Linked DNA regions of Sus scrofa: region 2 is linked to region 1. A link is a contact called in public Hi-C data. All regions are on one chromosome and are shown on one strand. The core of a region is the stretch at or near the end of the contact, and the rest is flanking DNA. Distances in the headings are between cores, read along the strand shown. Region 1 overlaps LAMA4 (laminin subunit alpha-4). Region 2 has its middle 37 kb from the start of RFPL4B.

Region 1 (7,397 bases), core at 3,650-6,149:
AGAACCACTTTTTTAAAGAACTTTGCAGTAGCGAAGTTAGGAGGAAAGGCAACATAGCCTTTCGCCTATCTTGGGATGTGCTGGAGACACACTACTGTCATTCTCTCCATGCAGGTGATATTTATTCGGGAAAAGAGCAGTGGCCGACTGATAATTGATGGTCTTCGAGTCCTAGAAGAAAGTCTTCCTCCTACCGGAGCTACGTGGAAAATCAAGGGTCCTATTTATTTGGGAGGTGTGGCTCCTGGAAGGGCTGTGAAAAATGTCCAGGTAAGCCAGGCATGACCACCTAGAGCCATCCACCTTTAGAGCTGGAATGTGTCTTAATCTAGCCCTCCTTTCATGATTAGGAAGCAGGCAAGGGTAAAACCATAGTCTGGCTGGAGATGGGATATCAAAGTGAGTATTGCCCTGCGGTTGTCTTTCCACCTGTAGCGTTAGAAAGCCTGGAGTGATCTTCTGATTCTAAGGTAGAGATGAGATGGAAAATGTTTCAGAGGTAAAACTGTCATGAAAAGTTATGTCTCCAGGAGATGCTTATTTGTTCAGCAACTACCATACTTTTAGTTAAAAAAAGAAACTACTTAAAAGAGAAAGTAAGTCATTCCCTTGTATGTTATTGGGTTTAAAAAAAAAAAAAAAAAACCTTTCATTATGTAAACTATGGGATCTCATTTTTGTTCCTTCCTCCTACCCCCAACATACAATTTATAAATGTGTAAGGAAATGCGGTTAACCATGGGGAGAAATGAGGATAAAATAAGAAAAAAAAAAACACATTTTGTAATTTCAAAAGTTTAAAATATTGTCCCTTTGAAAAAATATTTAGCAATAAAGGAATGAATCGAAGGACTAAATTTTTCCTAAGCATAAATTTGACTTTAACACAAGAATTAATACACTTCTAAGATCCATTAATATATGTGGATAAAGCAAAAGGGATGGGGGGAATGTTCATGTTTAAGTAGATTTTAGGTAAGTAACCCTAATTCCATGATAACTTCTTTAAAAGAAAGATTTCCAAAGCAGCGTGAAATCGCTTGTCTAAAGTGGCCTGTGTTTCATGTCCTGTGGTATGATAAATGCTCAACCACAAAACAGCTAATGAAGCAAGCTTTCTACTGTTTATTTAACCATGGTAGATTTAACATTAAGAGCTTTGCTAGCCCTCTTCAGCATTTTGTTATCTAGGGTACAGCTGTCCTTGAAGAAAAACACACTGGGATATTTCTAATATTCAATTTGAAAACCACTGCTGCAGTTTGTCATGAAAGTAAAAATTGTCATAGCTTAATTACTGTAGGCTGACATTATCAAATACAAAATTCCAGCTTTAAAGAACTACCTGGAAAACCATTGATCGATTGTTCAGATAGCTGAGATAACTAAGACAAGAAATGACTTGGTTTCTCGCAATACTTAAACTCCTTCATTTTGTTTCTCTTTGGTGGATCTGTGAGTGTTGAGAAAATGGATTTTAAGAAGTGTCTTCTTTCAGATAAACTCCGTCTACAGTTTCAGTGGCTGCCTCAGCAATCTCCAGCTCAACGGAGCCTCCATCTCCTCTGCTTCTCAGACATTTAGCGTGACTCCTTGTTTTGAAGGTCCAATGGAAACAGGAACATATTTTTCAACAGAAGGGGGATATGTGGTTCTAGGTAACCATGACTTATTTTAAAACATGAATCATGAAGTCTTTCCTGAAGTGGCTAACAGGGATATTGGGCTCAAAGTTAAAACCAGAATGCCGAACTCACTCAGCCCTAAAATGGCCTCTTTCCATAAGGACCCCCTTTCTCCTCCCCTACCCTCTGAACCAGACACATGTACATGCCCGTCTCCATTTACTTTCCAAGCCAGTGTTTCTCTGCAGCTGCCAAGCCTCTGGAGGTGGAGCATCTTGGCTCCATCAGAATTTCCTAGGCTGTACCATGGTCTAATCTGTGTTGGCTCTTGGCCACTTCACTCTCTAGGTCTTTTTCTTCTCCCTCTAAACATCACCTACTGTCGCTACTAAAGGAAGTTCTATTTCCTCCTCCTGCCAGCAACTCCAGCAGACAACACTGTCCTTAAGAAATTTTATTTCTGGATTTTCATTCTCCTCAACTGTTACTCTCTTGCTCATTCAACAAAGGTTATTGTATTGTATGTCTCTGGTATGACAGTCCCTATGTCAGGTGAAGAAACATAATAGTTCTAAAAATAAATAGATAAAATCCTAACACAGAGTTCCCGTCCTGGCTCAGCAGAAACAAATCTTATTGGTATCCATGAAGATTCAGGTTAGATCCCTGGCCTCACTCAGTGGATTAAGGATCTGGCTATTTCCATGAGCTGTGGTGTAGGTGGCAGATGTGGCTCAGATCCCAAGTTGCTGTGGCTGTGGCATAGGCCGGCAGCTACAGCTACGATTCGACCCCTAGCCTGCAAACCTCCATATGCCACAGATGTGGCCCTAAAAAGACAAAAAAAAGCATTCTAACAGACTACATGCAATCACCATCCGGTCCATCCCAACAGCATTCTATAGAGCAACCATTAGGTATGAGGAAGGCAGCAGAACAGATGCTGGGAAAGAAGATAGGAGTGTATAAAACCACATGTTCTCTGCCCTCAAGATCCCAAGTGAAGACATTACAATGCAGCCAAGTGTACTTTCTTAAACCACACCATGTCCAGTAGAATAACCAGAGGTAATATTTCCTCTCCTTGTCAACCTCATGATTTTTCTCTTCTTTCTCCTTCTTTATCCCTACCAAAACACCCGTAGGCACACTTCTCAGCCCTTCATTGAATTTTGATGATAAGAACTCAAAGGCTCAGACAGTTCCAAAAGCATAGCAACCTGCACAATTTATGTTCTCAGTAAACGTTAACTAATAGCAGGAAAAATTAAAAAGTGATTTATAAGGAGACATGTCAAGTGAATATTATTAAGATGCCCCGGTTTGCAATGAGTCTTTTGGAGTGAACAGAGCTATTCTAAAGGAAAATTCATTTTCTTGCATCACTGCAATAGCAGCTCCTAACTGTTTTTGCTGATCTTTCTCCTTCCTCCCAAATGTGCTGCAGCACTGGCATGAGTTACCTTTCCTAAGTATTATTTTAAATACAGATCTGATCAAGTCAGCTCCCTTGCTCAGTGATTGCAAAGCGAAGTCTACCATCCATACCGGATCCCTAGGGCTCTTCCCAGTGTGGCTTCCACTGGCCTTCCCCACTCACCATGTCTCCCTCTACACTTGCAGGGGACAGTCCAGCCAAACTGGCCTCTGCATTGCTCTCCTAATCCAGCCTCAGTACTTGTGTTCAGACTACTTTTTCTTCCCAATTTGCTCTTTCCACCTTCTCACTTTTGAAATATTTTAAAAAATGGTCCTGCTACTTGGAATCAATTTCTCATCCCCCGAGTTCCCATAGCCATGCTGTTCCCAAACCATGCCCCACAAAAGGAGTGATATACCAGTTATCTCAGACCCCCACAAAGCTTTCCATGGTGTGTTTGACATGGAAAATGATACTTCCTACTTAACTACTGAAAATTTCATCAAACTTTCAAAAAATGAGCAATTACAAAATCACACCATGGTTAAAAATTTTGGATTGCTGTTCTTAAGAACTAATAGTGTTTCTCTCCACAGATGAGTCTTTCAATATTGGATTGAAATTTGAGATTGCATTTGAAGTCCGTCCCAGAAGCAGTTCTGGAATCTTTGTTCATGGCCACAGTGTCAACGGGGAGTACCTAAATGTTCACATGAAAAATGGGCAGGTAGTGTGTTAGAAATTACTTTGTCTGTTTCCTATGATCTTGGATTCTAGACCCGGAGCAGGTTTATTTCACAGAATTATTTCTTTTTTCTTTCTTTTTTTCTGCTTTTTAGGGCCGCACCTGCAGCATATGGAGGTTCCCAGGCTAGGGGAAAAATTGGAGCTACAGATGCTGGCCTACACCACAACCACAGCCACACCAGATCCAAACCACATTCACAACCTACACCACGGCTCACGGCAACGCTGGATCCTTAACCTACTGAGCAAGGCCAGGGATCAAACCCTCATCCTCATGGTTTCTAGTCAGATTCATTTCTGTTACACCATGGTGGGAACTCCAGTTTCACAGAATTATTTCATCAAACTTTCCTAACGGGGGGAGGGGGAACAAAAATGTTATAAGGAAGCTATACATTAAATTTAAATGCAGATAATATTTGGATTCAGATTCATATGCTGGAAATTGACTTGATTAGAGCAGGGAGCCAAGAAAATATGGCAAAGCTTAAAAAAAGGTTACTAATAATTAAAGGATTTCAACAAAAGAATTGGAAGAGAACTTTTAGAAGTGGAAGCAGCAAACATATTCAGCTCTCAAAACCAGTAAATACTAAAACATCTATCTTCCTGTCTATAATGTGTATACCAGATGTGTATATGTAATTATATATATATTGTATATGCTTTATGTAATGTATATAATAACATACACATACATATTTTCAACTGCTAAAAATTTAAAAATTCTAATTAAATATTACTTTCATCCTTAAATAATATTACTAAAAAACATTCATGAAAGTATTCAAATAAATGTGAAGGAAAAAATAACATTTTCAATGAAGTCACTAACTTAATATAACTATTTTTATTTGAGTTCCAGTATATTCTATTAAACCATGTAAGAATAAAACAAACCCCTATACTATGTTTACTGTGTATCAGAAACTATTCTAAATGCTTTATGAGTTGATCCATATAAAGTTGCTCCTCAAAGTAGGTATTATAATTTTCACTTTTATTTACAAACGAGAAAATAGGGCACAGAGTGAGTAAGTGGGGGCCCTGGGATATGAGCCCAGGCAGACTGGTTCCAGAGTCCATGTTTTTCATCAGTACTTGAACCTGCTTGGTATGATACATTCCATCTTTAAGATGAAAGAAATTCATTCCTTTATCTTACTGTTCCTCTGCCCCCTCCTCTTTCTTGTGTCATTATTTCATTCTCTCTCTGAGAAATAGTTTAAACTTTCTAGGAGCTCCCACTGTGGCACAACAGGATCGTCAGTGTCTTGGAAGCGCTGGGGCAGAGGTTTGATCCCCGGCCCAGCACAGTGGGTTAAAGATCCGGCATTACCACAGCTGTGGCTTAGGTTGAGACCATAGCTTGGATCTGATCCATGTCCTGGGAGCTCGATATGATACGCCGTGGGGTAGCCGAAAATGAAAAAACACAAACACTTTGGATAGCCTACTCAAGAGTGACCCCTTGTGTTCAAATTGCAAAGCTAATCATGTCTGGATGTTAAAGTACTGCTTCCTTGTGGTGATTTTAAGAAATTTTGTTTTATCACAATGAGGAGAAATGAAATGAAATTCTGTAATGTGCTCTGTCTTTTGCAGGTCATAGTGAAAGTCAACAATGGCATCAGAGACTTTTCCACTTCAGTGGCACCCAAGCAAAGTCTCTGTGATGGCCGTTGGCACAGAATTACAGGTGAGAAAAGCTGAGTGTAGTGTCCTGGGTTTCATTTATAGTCAGCCCTCACACCCACCTTTGGAATGATGGCTTGGCATAACTTAAACTGTACCTTATATGACAGAATAGGTGATAGATGACAGTCTAAAAGTGGTCAAGAAAAGCATATCAAATGTTACTGTACTAAAATGTGTATGTTAAATCTACATGTGATTTGAAAATATCAGTGCTGCCAAAATAGTCTTAGGGAGTTGTTTGAATAATGCATAGCTTATGGAGCAAAAAAATGTAGCAGAAAGACTCTCCTAAATATTCTCCCTTTCAAAGGAAAATGTTACAGTGATTGTTTGGTTAACATTGAGTTTACAATGATTAGAAGAAAGTGTGGGATTTATTCTGGAATAAATAAAAGCCATTTCTATAATAAATCATTCCCTTTCATGTGAAAATTAATCACTCCAGTGCCACTTATGACACTCTTTTCCCTGTATTTCAGTTATTAGAGATTCAAATGTGGTTCAGTTGGATGTAGACTCTGAAGTGAACCACGTGGTTGGACCTCTGAATCCAAAACCAGTTGATCACAGGGAGCCTGTGTTTGTTGGAGGTGTTCCAGGTAAGAGTTACCATAAGTGACAAGTTTCCCCCAAAGAAACAGTAAGTTCTCATAATTGTTATTATAGTATTAAGAACTTAGCTATATGTTTTCATAATTCACCTAATAACCAAAGGATTTTACACACAATGTCCTTTCATAGGAAAAAGTATACTGACAATTGTTAAAACTTATCCAAGAATCAAAACAAAGTAACACATAAGAACTATACCCCAGCATTCTGACCAGTAGAAACTACTCTCCCTGTGCCATATATGCTTAATTTTTTCTCTTTTCCCTTTATATGCCCTCCTCACATACCCACAGTGAAACATCTGCTCTATTTTATCTCTAACACAAAGAAAACTTATTTACCAATACTGCTCTAGGATCTGAGAACCTTGGAGGACTGAAAGATTGCTAATAATTGTTCTCCTTCCATCCTAAGAGAGAATACACAGTTCTTTCCATCCAGGACCAATCTGAAGTGTGAAAACAGCTGCAGACCATAAGTTCTGTTGTTCTTAGGTAGTGACATTCCCTAAGAGAGGATCCCAGCTGCAGTTCTATAAACATCATCAGTAACATCACTGTTGTCATCTGCCAAGAATGGTGTATAATTCAGGATGGTGACAGGACACTTCTGGACTCCCCACAATTTGTTTAAACCTCTGAAGCAGGGACCATGACCTTATGTTGAAAGTGTTTGTTTCACACACTTCATTAACTTGGAAAAACTGAATAATAAAGCTAGCAGGAAGGAAAATCAAGCTTGTACATCTGGAATTCAGTGGAGATTTTAAGGAAAGACTTACCATGGTTTTTCCTTGCCTCCTAACTAGACCATTTTAGACTGACCCACGTAAACACAAATAATGCTTTAATTAAGAGAGTGAGAGAGTTTAAGCATCTGTCCACTCTTGGATACCTGCAAAATAGTAAAAAACCAAGCACCACTCTGCTTTGTAATGTGAATTTTTCAAACTCAAGTATAGACAGTAACAGTCACACTTATGAAATATTTGTGACTCTCAGAAAGCAGCCCTTCCTCTCCTTTCCTTCCACTCTCCACCTGCACCTCCATTCCTCAGTCGTCTCCTGCCCTTGGCTTCAGTTCTGGACTTGGTGCAGGTACAGTGTGGAAGGTATGCCTCATCACTTCTTCCATTTTTGCACATTGCTTTCTTCCTGGAAATCACGACTGAGTTTAAAATATGTACAGGTTCTCAGGGGCCTGCAGGATCAAATTCAGCCTAGCATACATGGTCCTGATCTTCTGGCCCCTCCTTACCCCTGCCTCTAAGGTAACCCCCCTCCTCCGGCCCCGGC
Region 2 (7,397 bases), core at 2,936-5,435, 200 kb before region 1:
TCCATAAAATTGCAATTTGGGGGCCTGTAATTCCTGTATTCAAAGGCACAAAATAAAAGCACCAGAGAGAGAGAGGGCTGCACTCTGTAACCAGGGCTCTAACAAATCAGAGCCTGGAGAGAACCAACATCTGGTTAACCACTAAGATATTTTCAAATCACATCAAACAAAATCCTCGGTGCAGTGGGTTAAGGATCCTGCATTGTCACTGCAGTGGCTTGGGAGGCTTCTATGGCATGGGTTCAATCCCTGGCTGGGGAACTTCCACATGATGCAGGAGCAGCCAAAAAAAATAATCAAATCAAAATCCTATTTATATTTTTTATAAGTTATTTTTGAAGTAAAGTGGTTTGAATCATTTAAAAGCATATTACACTACATAATAGACTGTGTAATTCCTTCATATTTTCAACCAACCATTTTTAATTTATTATGAAAAATGAAGATACAAGTAGATTTTGCTCCAAAATGTTGTCATTGAATTTGCATGCTGTCCTTAGAAAGGACAATGATTTTTTTCCAAAGGCTAGTTTTATTGCCAGTTAAGTAGAAAATTCATTTGAATACTGATATTTTTATTTAAATTCCTATGTTTGATAGCTTCTTTGGATTCATCAAGGCATATTATTAGCTACAGCGGGAGTCAGCAAATTTCAGCCCTTCAACTCTGGGGCCAAATTCAGTTGGCTGCCTGTTTCTGCACAACCTATGAGTGAAGAACAATTTTTATATTTTTAAATGGTTGAAGAAAATCAAAAGAAATACATTTCATAACACATAGAAATTATATGAAATCCAAAGTTGTGTCCAAAAAGTTTTAATTTCAATAATAGAAAATTTGTGGAAATTTTTTTTTCTCTCTTGTTATGTAAGTACTTACATAATATCCTCAGTTTTTCTTCTTGGCCTACAAAGCCTAAAATATTTTATTTACTAACTAGTTCTAAACAGAATAGGCTTGCCAAACCCTGAACAGTGCCAACACCCAAAGTCACTATTTAATTAATGCTCCTTGGGTTTTTTTTCATAAATAATTAAATACTTTTCCCCTTTAGCATCAGAAGCAAATAGTCTATAATAATTTTTTGGTTCCCAAATTATCTGCACTTTGGAATTACTAGGGTAGCTTCAAAAATATTGATGTTTGGGTCCAAGCCCCAGAGATGGTGACTTAATTGGTCTGGGGTATGCACTCAGTTTTAAAGTTTTAAAAGATGCTCAAGTGAGTCTAATGTGGAATTCGGGAACCACTGGTTCAGTACCGATTCAGTACTAACCAAATGCACCCAGGCCCTTCCTTCTCCTTCTGCTGATTCCCCAGCACATGGCCTACCACCACTGCCCCAAACCCTCCAAACTCTCCCTAAGCTTCCATTCCCATTGCCCCAGGTACCATTACTAACAGCAAGTGACCTCCTCCCCAAGCTGATTGAGAAGATCAAGGCCAATTCATCACCAAATTTGCCCGTCTTACTTCCTGAATGGAATTCCTTCCTTAAGCCCATTCGTTTCTGTCCACCCCTTCTAAATACTATAGTGGTTAAAAAGAGGTCTTGGAATAGGCAGATATGAATTTGAATCCCTGTTCTTCTACCTATATGACCTTGAACAAATTATTCTATCAGTTTGACCATCAATTTTCTCATTCATGGAGTAGGATCAAAAATAATCCTTACTTCATAGGGATCTTTATGAGAATTAAATGAGATTGGCTTGCTACTTAATGCCTGGTCCTCAGACCAGCATCATCAGCATCACCTAAGCACTTGTTAGGGATGCAGAATCTCACATTCCACCCAGACACTCTGAATCAGAATCTGCATTTTAATGAGAGTCAATCATGTTCATACTAAAGTCTGAGAATCATGGTGCTAGGAAGCTTTTCATCTCACTGCCGGCCCAGGCTGGGTCTCTTCTCAGCCCTTCAATGATGCTGTATATATATGTCTTGCTGGTGCCTTTGAGAATGGTTTTTATGTACAAAAAGAGATTTGCTTAGTTAAAACAAAATTGATCTCTCAGCAATGTACAAGATAGAAACTAGGGTGGGGATAAAATATGGTTATGAAGTTCAGGGTTACCTTCACACAACTTAGGAAAAGATACTCCCTCTGAGCATTTATGGCCCCAGAGGCGCACACCTGGTGGGTTAACACAGTCCTTGTGCAATTTAGAAAAACATGCTCCTCTGGGCTGCTGCTGCCCTGTTTAAGAGTGCAGAGATTGCCAGATACAGCAGGGGCTCAGCCAGCTGGCCTCAGGCAGTATGTGGCAACGCTTTGGAGATGAGATTAGATGAGGCCCTGAACTAGCCTGTGGTCAAGTGGAATGAAAAGCAAGGATGGATTCCAGAAAATGCCAAAACAGTGGAGGGTAATGGGAGAAAGCTAGGGTGGAAAGTGGGCCTGGGGTTATTTAGGAAGACCTCTGGCAAGAGGTCAGATTCAACACAAGTATTTGTATAACCAAGGTAGGGGGAGGATGTTATAAACAGTACTGGACTCTGAGAAAGATGAAAGTTAGAGAGTGCCAGCCAGTGGCCACCAAAGCAGGAAGAACAATAGACAAGAAGGCAAGAGGGGTATTGAAGAGTCTCAATACATTAGGCTGTGACTTTGAAACCACATTTCTTTCTTTCACTAATGGCACCCAACTGTGCTAGACCAAGCCATCCCTCCAACAATAACAGCCCCAGTTTATGCTTTTGGTCACCTAATTTGATTAATATCTAATGTTATATCCTATTTGTCACAACTTTCTCCCTTCCTTTAGCCAGGGGGGGGGGTGCCTTTGTCAGATGCCTGCCCCCTTCCTCCTCTTGCCTCTTTAGAGTTGGGACAGGACAGAGGGAGGGTGCACACCTCCCTTTAACCCCCATCCCTGCTTGTCTCTGGTGCCAACGTGCTTCCCTCGCCAACACTCCCTCCAAGCTGTAACTCTAGGTGTTGGCAGTTCCTTATGAAATTGGGCCACATCTCTGGCTGGCCTCAGCTGGCACTGTTGTGTCACATTCTTACGTTCCTCAATATGAGATTCCCCTAGAGACACTTGCTCCCAAACTCTAACTTCCTTGGCTACTTAGTAGCCCTGCAACATGTATATGTAGAAACTTTTCAGTATCTCTTGAAAGGGACCACATGTCAATGGAGGGTTAGAAATTCAAGTGACCTCTCCACCTGAGAGTTCCTTCTCCAACATGCAAGTACATGTACTTGCACATCTGCACGTGCACGCACACACACCTAGCCCCTCAGTGGTAGTACATCAACTCTGCTAACTAGGCAGACATTCAACCAGGGAATGAAGTGTCAGTCTGCCTTTCTTTAGCTGCCTCCCAAGACAGAAATGATTCCATTAGATCTCTTTCTCTTGCCTTCAGGAAAGGAGGTGAAGAGAGGAAATGACCCCTTCACTACCCACAAAGGCTTTTCTTCTCAATTTTATTACATCATCAGGGGATGAGAGAGAGTGGAGCAGTAACACCAGGTTTGCTGGAATAATCCATCTCAGGAAAGCCTCCAAAGCAATAGCAGGTCCCAGTAGCTGCCATTCTCAGGGCTTAGAACTTGGGGGACGATCTCAGCTCTGGGTCTCACTGATGAGGATGGGAGAACAGAAAATTGCACCCAGGCCCTGATGTTGCACTGTTACAAGATTAAGAAATTAATACCAAGAGAATGGAAGATGTTTGCCCAATATCAAATAAGAGCTGTGATTTTAAATACCAACACCATGCTCTTTCCACTGGTTCCTGATAAGTCAACTTACCTACCTACCCATAACCTGAAAGCTTTTGAGGATGATGACTCCAGGAAAATGAGAGGGATCAGACACATTTTGCAAGCACAGCCACCAGTTTATCTCAGTGACTACGTCTATGTGCTTTTTACAAATTGATATGATTAGCCACAGTGCTGAATGCTGAGCCTAACTCATTCGCCACTTACAAGCATTTCAGCGTGTTATGTTTCTTTAAGAGAAAAAATAGAATTCACTCCCCATTATCCACAGTATCCATTACTTCACAGATTTGACTGGTGGAACACTGGGGCAAATGCTAAAGTGCATTAATACAACCAGCAAGGAAATGGGGAAGAACTTTCCTTGAGAACACTGTTCTACATACTCAAGACATTCTAACCTGTAGCCACAGACAGCTACACTTAAGCTCCCTGTGCCTTCAGAAAGATCAAGCTGGAGATCATCTTAAGTAAACATTTATTTTTACTTAAGGTCTATACAAGCAAAGGGAGATAGACTGTTTCACCATTAGCTAAAGCATTTGGTTCATCTCCAAGGAACAAACCAAGATCCTTTGCAGACATGTTTAGAGGTAGGACACTGAGCATTTACTTAAATCTTCAAGTTACTGAATATTTATGCAATCTTTCATTTTACTGGGGATTAGAGAGTCTGCCTACATGGAAATACAACTCTGAGAAAGCCAGGCCAGAGCTATGACCAGGAGGTCCATAAATACCACTGGGTCAAATGAAGGTGCTTTAGAGGCAATTCAAGTCAAACATTACTTCAGCAAACAAGTATTTGGTGAGCACCTGCTCTGTGCTGAGCTCTGTGCAGGGGTTGTAAATCATGACTCAGTATAACTTCTCTGTGAGCCAGAAGGATTTTCTATTTACTTTCCTCTAAAGGCACAATGCAGAGATGTTGTGGTTTGGCCAAACTCTCAATGCTTTGTTCATCCTTGTTATTGCACTGATCCATGCTGCTAGGTCCAAGATCTTTGGTGCTTTCCAGATGGGATGTTGGCTTTCCCTCTTTTGATATAATCCATTTTGAGCTGGCACCAGCTTGGAAATCCTTGCTTGCCTCACTTAATTGAAATGTTAGTCCAGTTCCCTATCTAGGTTTGTTTTTGTTTGTTTGTTTAGGTTTTTTTTTTTTTTTTGTAAATAATGGAGGAAAGGAAAAAAAGCAGGAAGAAAGGGAAGCTAAGGTTAATTCTAGCCCCTTGGTTTATAGTCTTAATCCATGGCATTCTGAAGTGGATTTAACATGCCCTTCTCCAGATGCTCCATTTTGCATGCTAAGGAGTCCCAAAGAAATGTTCAAGCACCACTACCAAAGTATCTCATTGTGGTCAGATGATGCATTTCCCTTATTTATAAGTGTGTCTTCTTCCCCCTTGACAAGAGGTCAATATTTAATGGATGAATGGAAAAATAAACAAATGTCCAAAGAGGCAAGCTCGGTGTTTTAAGTGCCTGCTCGCAGGAGCTAATGACCCATGACACCTGAGGAAAAAAGACAAAGGCACAAAGAAAAGGTTCAGCAGAGGGGTAGAGCTGCTCAGACACAACATTATTGGCCAGGGGATAATCTCTAGATTTATAACATTTAAAGCATGCAGCAGAAACAATAGAGGCTGTGAAACCTAGATCTTTCCTATGACTTGGAATAATGAAAATTTAACCAACTTCCTTCGTAGAATGAGCTCAGTCCTGTTTAATACAAAGAACCAAGCTATTCTTTCATTAGACATAAGATCAAAAAATAACAACACAGAAAGTAGAAGAGAGAAGATAAGCAGTGGGGAAAGGGAAAGGGAGGTAGGAGGAAGAGAGGAGGAGAGACTGAGAGACACACAGAGAGACGCAGGTGGGGGCAAAGAGAGAGAGACTAATTTCTTCCCCTAGAGCTAACCTGGGGATATAGACTCATTAAATAGAGAGTGTGTCTCTACTTGAGAGATGGCATTAGGCTTGAAATAATGCCACGAATAAGACATCAATTTTCTGCTAGTGCCACTATGAAAAGATGAAGAGTTTCCCATGGTTTGGGGCAGCTTAGTGATAACCAGGAATCTGCAGTCTGTTTGCCAAGTTTATTTCAGAAATGGACAAGGGATGAAATGAAACAAAAAAATTTATGTTCCCCTTTGGTCCCCAGCTGAAACATCAAGCTCCACTGTGAGAGATGAATGCACTCTCGTTCCCTGGAGTGTTCTGTTCTCAAGAATAAGTGCTTGCCTGCTCCAGGAGAACGGTATTTGGTAGAAAATGCAACTGTGTGTAATCCAACTAATGGACATCATTACAATGTCTGTGTTTCACTTTAAAATACTTCAGTACAAACAGCGAGTGTTAAAGTAAAGCCTTAGGCGTAGCGCGTTGTCCTAAGCAGAAATTCCTACCACCGGGATTGTCAGTAAGCTACTTAGTGGTTAAGTGTAAATCCACACTCCAGAGGAGGCTAGAACAAGCCTCCTTTTCTCCAGCCACACCAGAGACTTAGGAAATTAGTGTAATGAATATTAGGAATGGGCTTTCAGTGGTGAAACTAATGGCAACCTAGATATACAGAGAAGATGAAATAAGTTTCAAGAGACTCTCCGCCTATAATAAAAACTTAACCTGATCTGTAGACTGTTGCCCTGTGTCCTATATCAGCTGAAAGTTCACAAGACTTCTGTTTGCCTGACATAACCTATTGGGATAACAGAATCCTGCCACCAGGAAATCAGTGTGTCTGCCTCAATTAAACCTTCCATGTGATGGGTAGTTAAACCACTTAACGTCAGAGAGCTAGGACCTCCTCAGCCTTAAAGAGTAGGATAAGCTGGCCTGGACCTGCTTAGTAATAAATGTCAATGATCATCTATATGTGACTCAAAATTTTGTTTGAGAATTTCTTTTTTTTTTTTTTTTTATTTTCCCACTGTACAGCAAGGGGGTCAGGTTATCCTTACATGTATACATTACAATTACATTTTTCCCCCACCCTTTCTTCTGTTGCAATATGAGTATCTAGACAAAGTTCTCAATGCTATTCAGCAGGATCTCCTTGTAAATTTCTTTCATCATCGCTTCATATCAAGGTGATGAGAAAAGAGCATCAAACCGTGGGAATCTCCTATTATCTACCAAAACTAATTTAAGAGTTGGGCATTTCCAAAATGGCCTGGCTCAATCTGCTATAGACAATCAAGTTGAACAGTAAGAGCTGCTGCTGCTTTCAAATTTGTCTCAGATATGGTATGTTCAGCTCAAAGAGAGTTCCCTGGAGCAGCAGGCTGCTCAGCCTGAATGGTAACAATTCTGGCTGCTTATTATGGAGACTATCCCTGCTGTGACTTTGGCCTAACCCTCATGGTTGCTGAAATGAGTTGCCTCATGCCACAATGGCCAGTTGGTTCCCAGTAATGAACATTGCTTTCAGCACTTCAAGGCTGCTTTTATTTCCTATACTACAAGATTTATATGGCCAATCTCTCTCTCTCCCCCGCCCACCTCTCCCTTTCTGTCTCTCTCTCTCCATATGTATACATACATGTACCTAGGATATTAATGGGGAAGATTAGGAATAATGAGGGAGATCAGTGTACATTTTAGACAGAATGTATCCCACCATAATGAGCACTGGCTCCCAAGAATGAC

The links. Hi-C and Micro-C count contacts between places; a contact is called where the count stands out from the background.
Region 2: a Hi-C map of fetal skeletal muscle shows a contact between it and region 1, with 2.3 times the contacts expected there. The contact joins two enhancer-like sites. A contact is called at or near these places in 1 of 5 promoter capture datasets (liver), 13 of 47 Hi-C or Micro-C datasets (brain, embryonic fibroblasts, epiblast stem cells and 7 more) and 1 of 2 datasets of contacts at active chromatin or transcription factors (skeletal muscle).

The regions. Positions count from the first base shown.
Region 1 is chr1:78,074,848-78,082,244 of Sscrofa11.1, reverse strand. It overlaps LAMA4 (laminin subunit alpha-4), which reads left to right. Exons shown (of 41, transcript XM_013992761.2): 36 at 115-270; 37 at 1,499-1,658; 38 at 3,642-3,772; 39 at 5,398-5,491; 40 at 5,970-6,089. Among named protein-coding and RNA genes, the nearest start is that of FAM229B, 30 kb to the right of the region's middle. Within about 2 kb of position 4,899, at least 6 of the 83 cell types and tissues checked have an H3K27ac peak or open chromatin away from gene starts, as enhancers often do. A contact at or near this core is called in fetal skeletal muscle and skeletal muscle, where this site is marked.
Region 2 is chr1:78,271,354-78,278,750 of Sscrofa11.1, reverse strand. No RefSeq gene overlaps it. Among named protein-coding and RNA genes, the nearest start is that of RFPL4B, 37 kb to the left of the region's middle. Within about 2 kb of position 4,185, at least 13 of the 83 cell types and tissues checked have an H3K27ac peak or open chromatin away from gene starts, as enhancers often do. A contact at or near this core is called in fetal skeletal muscle and skeletal muscle, where this site is marked.